Regions from separate parts of the Sus scrofa genome. Here region 1 is linked to region 2. Evidence: chromatin contacts called from public Hi-C data. All regions are on one chromosome and are shown on one strand. The core of a region is the stretch at or near the end of the contact, and the rest is flanking DNA. Distances in the headings are between cores, read along the strand shown. Region 1 overlaps FOXP1 (forkhead box protein P1). Region 2 overlaps FOXP1 (forkhead box protein P1).

The links. A called contact is a pair of places that touch in the nucleus more often than the background predicts.
Region 1: a Hi-C map of liver shows a contact between it and region 2, with 2.0 times the contacts expected there. The contact joins two enhancer-like sites. A contact is called at or near these places in 2 of 47 Hi-C or Micro-C datasets (liver and skeletal muscle).

The regions. Positions count from the first base shown.
Region 1 is chr13:52,708,535-52,711,852 of Sscrofa11.1, forward strand. All of the region lies in intron 4 of FOXP1 (forkhead box protein P1), which reads right to left. Among named protein-coding and RNA genes, the nearest start is that of FOXP1, 260 kb to the right of the region's middle. Within about 2 kb of position 1,782, at least 6 of the 83 cell types and tissues checked have an H3K27ac peak or open chromatin away from gene starts, as enhancers often do. A contact at or near this core is called in liver, where this site is marked.
Region 2 is chr13:52,527,960-52,531,082 of Sscrofa11.1, forward strand. All of the region lies in intron 6 of FOXP1 (forkhead box protein P1), which reads right to left. Among named protein-coding and RNA genes, the nearest start is that of FOXP1, 440 kb to the right of the region's middle. Within about 2 kb of position 1,827, at least 26 of the 83 cell types and tissues checked have an H3K27ac peak or open chromatin away from gene starts, as enhancers often do. A contact at or near this core is called in liver, where this site is marked.

The sequences.
Region 1 (3,318 bases), core at 532-3,031, 180 kb after region 2:
TGAGACTCGGGATGATGCTCACCTGGTACACGGTGGTCACCTGAAGGAGTTATTCAAATACTGAAATCTTTGTACACAGATGGAAATAGCCTCTGCCCCCAAGCTATCCAATTACACCCCTAGCCACTCCCCTGAACCTCCTAGGATCCTCAGAGGCACAGAGGAGACCCCCACCCTTCACCCCCACTGCCCACCCAGCGCCATGCCTTGTGTCCATCCTGGATGGCCAATACTTTGATGTACCTGTTACCCACATTGACTGTGAGCCCACATGCTCTGAGAGGTCCTTTGCCAAGGCTCTGAGGCAAGGACCACCAGGACCAGCTTATGTATGTATGGAGGAAGCCACTACTTGGGGCCCAGGGAGAGACCGAAGGGCTGGGACAAGCCGAACAAGAGACATGAGGGACTCGCCTTCTTCCCCAAGTCACCTCACTGCTTGGGCACACCTAGATGGGCGCCTGCAGTCATGACGGCAAATCAGTGGAATCTCAGGGCCAAGCCTTAGCTAAATTTATTTTCAAAATCTGGAAAGAAATATATCATTGTGAAACAGCTCTGCCAGTGAAAGGCTGAGCTGCAAGGGAAATTACGAACACATGTAATCAAATTATATTTACCATGGAAATTTCTAAGAGCTCAGACTTGCTACTCTGCTTTTACAACTCTTTAGGAAAAGGAATATTTCTCTGTCCAATGTTCCAAATTTCCACAGCAGAGTTGAGGCATTATACATGCTGAAATCTATGGGAAAGGGAAAAAAAATTTCCCATTATTGTTGTTTCCTTTAACCCTCCAGACCTTCTTTGCCACCATTACTCAAAAGCCACTGCAGCATTTTGCTGGCGGACATGACGCCATGCTGTCACTTGATCAGGTGTGGGGTACCACACGGTATGAATAAATACTTATCCACAACCGCATATTAAATGGGAATTCGCAAAGGCGAGCTCCAGAGACAAAGACGTTTCTATATAGAAATATTAACTAAGAATTTAAGTAAATGGCCCCACTGGAAAAAAAAAAAAAGTTCTGAAGTAGCAATATAAACTATATTTAATAGCAACAAAAAATATTTTCCTTTTGGGAAAGCAATTTGGGCTTCTCAAAGTTACTGCCTTTCACGTGACTTAGTACAGTATGCCTCAATGCTTTCATTTCCTAAAACACAGATGCTAGGCCGCCCACCCCATTTCTACCTTGTGAGAGTCAATTTTTTAAATTCATCTTCTTCCAAACACAATACGCAAATAACCCCACCACCACAATTGTTATTTTCTTAAGCGCTTGAGTATCTCAAGTCTCAAAGAACACATGTTCCCAAGGAAGAAAGACAGAAAAAAAAAAAAAGGCTCTAGAACTAATACACAATGAAAAATAAATTTAAAGCAGCCTTCTGGTCTGACATAAGAATATAAAAATGATATGAGCAAGAACAGCTTAGTTTACATACTTTTCAGTCACAGCTGCTGCTCTAAAACCACAATACCTTTAAAATGACATTTTAAGGAAACAGATACGGCATGGCTATAGCCATAGCTGGATAAAGCTAACGCTGAGCTCAAGGGGCTTCTCTCTTTATCACGCTTCCTTTATATAACCCTGCACAATTAAGAGGAAAAGGGTGATTCACTTTTCAATAATGTCACGATAAACCGAGTAAATTATAAATAATTTGACCCCACAGGATTTTTTTTCCCTTTAAAAACACCAGACTCCGACATCAAAACAGAGTTTCGAGGACAGAAGGAACACGTCCCCTCTTCTTGGTTAATATTTAATTGGGTGCTAAAGATTTCTTGGAGAGACCTCTGCACCTCCAGTGACAGGCGCACAAGAGGCTCCCATTTCTGCAAGAGATGCAGGCCTTTCCCTGAATAAAGGAAAATAACATACAATTAAATCAGACTATTCAATTAATAAATTACTTGGGTGGACCTCGCAGGCCAAGTCCTATTTAATTACATAATTTAAAAAATATTTGCACATTGCAATCACCGAAATTGGCTTTGAGGTTTCATAATACACACTTAACACTTGAGTTAGAGAACAAATTTATTTAATAAATGCAGGCCTAAGAGCTAGAAGGCCGTACCACTCACACTGCAAAATCACTTAGCACATCCTCAGAAAAAGCAAATAAACTTTTCCACTATTTAGACGTGGGCTGCTGTTGAATGTCAGGAGAGGCTGGCTGACTTTTTTTTTTTTTTTTTTTTGCATTTTCTCTGTCATGTGTTGCCTGTAAATCTGACCATTTTGAGAGGTAATTAGAATAGAGCTAATGGACAAAATGGTTCCAGTTAAAGATAAATTAAAGATAAACTAAGGTGGAAGATGTCAAGAACCCAGTGGTAAAAACCTCTTCAGAGTAAAACAAAGAGAAGTCGTATTACCCTCCCATTTTTCACTTCTTGGAACAGCAAAATACACCATAAATTAACGTGGTTCCTGAGTGTAAAGATATGTTCCATTAGGAAAGCACACACAAATTCAGGGGTGAGGAGGACATTCATAAAAAGGATACAATTACACGGTGTCCAAGAAGAGGGCAGAAACATTTTAAATGGACTGTATTTCTTATGGCTGTATTGTGGGCCATGCTACTGCCATTCGGTGAATTTTCTAGAAAACCACTTGACCACTTTGGCACCACAACTTGTTTTGCCTTCACAGTTTGATGGAAATCTTTGTCAGACACAGACTTTCAATAATCATTGCGTACTTTATACCCACAGCAGCCTCGGAGCCTTTTCAACTGTGTGGGGCTATTTACCCCCAAAGCCAGAGACCACCGAGACAAGGCCGTTATTTTTGCTTGTGGGTCTTCAATTGCTGTCACGTATAACCCAGCTGGCAGTGCCTCCACGTGCCTGTTCTGTTTCCTTCCCAAAGCCCACAATGGGCTGCTAACTGCCTGTTAGAAAGACATGGAAAGTTCTAAAACAAAAATGTTAAAGAAGGTTTACGTAGAAGATTCTGCTGAGACCTTGAAATCTCTGTTACAAAACAAAACTAGGAAATTCATCTCTCAATCCCCTTTGCTATCTTCCTCTACACAAGCTTCTGCAAAGTGTTGTCTCCACTTGCGGTGTCCTTGTATTCACGTTCCACACCTCCCTGGGCCCTCAACATGGCTCTGCTGCCAAGGTCACTCAGTTCTAGGTCTCTTCTGGTGTGGTCCACTGGCTCCACGTGCCCACCTTCCTTCTCAAATCCTTCTCCTCTCCCAGGTTTCTCCCTGGGACCCTGGATAACCATGATCTGCCAGCTTCTTCAGCACCAAAGCCTCTTCCCATGGTTTTTCCCTCCGTGACC
Region 2 (3,123 bases), core at 577-3,076:
ATCCTTGTGGTGCCTTTTTTTCTGTGTCACTGCGTGGGATGGGGGTCTGCCTCTCATTGATAGGGGTGAGAGCAGCCAGGGGAGTGGCTGACATACTTATTCAATGACAGTGGCCATTCTCCCCAGATATTTTCATGAATTGAGATGGATACAGAGGTTTGACAATAGCTCCCCGGAGCCCTCTCTTAACAGCGCACAAATGTAACCATTCCTGGACAGGAAATACACCACAGCCAGACCAAGATAAAAATACAGCAGCACCCACAAGGTGTCATTAACAAAAAGAAACCCTCAAAGGTTAGAGGTAGGCTTAGGTGTTGAGATACATACATAGTTACATACGTATCTTTTATACACACACACACACACACACACACACACACACATATACATCAAGAATCTAGACCTATGGGAATGGTTCATAAAGAGCCAAGTAAACACTGTGTAACAGGAAATAAGAATTAAACATGTATTACATCTTGGAGGTTAGAAATCTCCAGATGCAATACATGTAAAATTGGGTTGTGATGATTGCTGAACAACTAAAAATATAATAAAATCACTGAGTTAAAAAAAAAAAAGTATTACAGAATACCGCAAAACAATGAAATTATTTTAAAGTTAAGCTGAGCAATTAAAAGCAATAGCAAAGTTCCCAGATGGCTCAGCGGTTTAGAATCTGGCATTGTCACTGCTGTGGTGTGGATGTTTTTTGGGGCGGGGGCACACTTGCGGCAAATGGAAGTTTCCAGGCTAGGGGTCGAATCAGAGCTGCAGCTGCTGGCCTACACCACAGCCACAGCAACGTCAGATCTGAGCCGAGTGTGCGACCTACACCACAGCTCACAGCAACATCAGATCCTTAACCCACTGAGCAAGGCCAGGGATCAAACCCATGTCCTCATGGATACTAGGTTCGTTACCGGGAATTCCTGTGGCGTGGGATTGATCCCTGGCCTGGGAACTTCTGCGTGCTGCAGGTGTGGCCGAAAAAGAAAAAAAAGCAATATATATACCTTGTAAATGAGAACAGAGGAGGAGCAAGCACCCTATACAGCTGGGAGCACTGTCAAACAAATGGCTGTTCTCCAAGTTATCCCGTGTAATAACTTCTGATAATGAAATACAAAATGCGGAAGAAGGCGAGGGCAGGAAGCCCGTTGAAAGCCATGAAACACTTTTAGTTATATAAGCTAAGTAGTTATAATATAGCAGCTTCCACTGCCTGGACTGTTTGTCCCCAAACACTGAAAGACAAAATAATGAAACAAAAACAATTAGCTAGAGCCCTCTTTCGAATCACAGCCACTGCACACACATTTAAGGACACTCACACCTCGTTCTAAAAGTTAAATTCCCCTGAAGAAGTAATGCTTCCTTCTTCCAAAAAGGAGGTGGGGGTGAGGGTGGGGGACAAGGAACCATTTATCCATTTAAAGATTAAGTATAAACTAGTTCAAGCCAGGGAGAGGAACATGGAAAGAAAAAGTAAACAGGACCTCACCCCCCACCCCGAAAATAGTTCCCCTTTGAAAGCTCTAGGCGGTGGGTGCCTGGTACCAAGAGCCGCCCCGTTCATTGGAGGGGTCAGGAAAGCTATGCTAAACCGACAGGTTCCGTTTACAGCAGGCCAGAACTTTGTTTGGATATACTGGCCTTGCTCCCCGCCAGCTTAACAACAGATGGCTAGAAAACTTTCATTATGCTGCACAGGACTGAACTGCAAACAATCCAGAAAACTGTGAAAAGTTTAACTCCCTCTAAACCAATGTGCCAAACCGGGGCCTGCCCAGAGCCAGTGAGCCAGCGCTGGGCCCCGGGGGACCATGCAAGTGATGGTTAAAACCAGAGCACTTGCTAAGGGCCCCAAGTCAACTCAAGGCACCATTCCAGACGCCGGGACAGCAGCGACCCACCCAAGTCTGGAGTTTAACTGTTCAAAGCCCAGACCTTATAAGGAGTTGTGTGGATAGTCTCCTCTTTGTCTATTTTCCTAAAATGTACTGTCATGACTGCCCCTGGCCTTGGGAGAGAGAAAATCTTCTCCTAGACAGTTCCCAAGCTCCTTCCCACTCTCCCTCCCTCTGGAAATTGGGAGGATGAGGCCAAATAGTCTGACTGTAACACCCAGACTTAAACACGATTTATCCAAATCTGTCTATAATTTAAATATTCATTAAATCGATTCAATCACACGAACCCTAATATCTCTTAATGCTCCAAGACAGGTTATAAATGTACCTTCAAAGGTTTAATTCAATTGGCAATCTGAGAGGGCTGATCACCAGAAATGTGTTATTTTCATATTATTCAAGAAATGAACAAATGTGTTTTCCACAAATGTGTTTGAGAAGCTACCCTTTCCTGTTATTGAAAGAAAATTGTGTTTATTACTCCTTTAGCATAGTGTAAACTCATAAACGTCAACAGACAGTACAAGGAAAACTGTCAACTAAATATTGTTTCCTTCATGAGCTGTTCTTCCAAGTCAATTACGCCTTTCAACTTCTGGGGCATTGTATGATAAACTGGCAGTAAAAATCATTCACATTAATATACCATGGTGCCTTGCCTGCAAAAGGTAATTAAAGAAGTAAATGACTCATAAGAATAGACATATTAGCTGCAAAATGAAAGGCAACTGCGCTGCCACATAAAAATATGTACCATTAAGATACTGCATTTTCATATTCCTGTAATCAGCTTCAGTAGACTAATGCTTATTTAATCCAGTTCTGTGCTAAGTCCATCAACAACTGTTTTTTGCTGTTTTCTCCTTGACTGAACATTATGAGAACAGGTTTGGAATAAATACTGCAATGAGATTTTTGCATCCTCAATTGAAGAACAGGTTTTTACATTTTAAAATCTATTTTTCTTTCTTTCAGAAATACAACGTAAAAAAAAATTACTGGTGGGGAAAATATATAATATATATATATAAATGTACATTTATATAAAACATATATAGTACATATATATGTATGCATATTAGAGAGAGAGAGAGTCTGCTAGTGAGATATGTCTCTTTAAAATGGCAGAACACTTCAGGGAAATGATATTTGTTTCCACATTCACTGTTTCTGACCCATAATGTTATCAGCACAGGGGAGATGGCGTCAC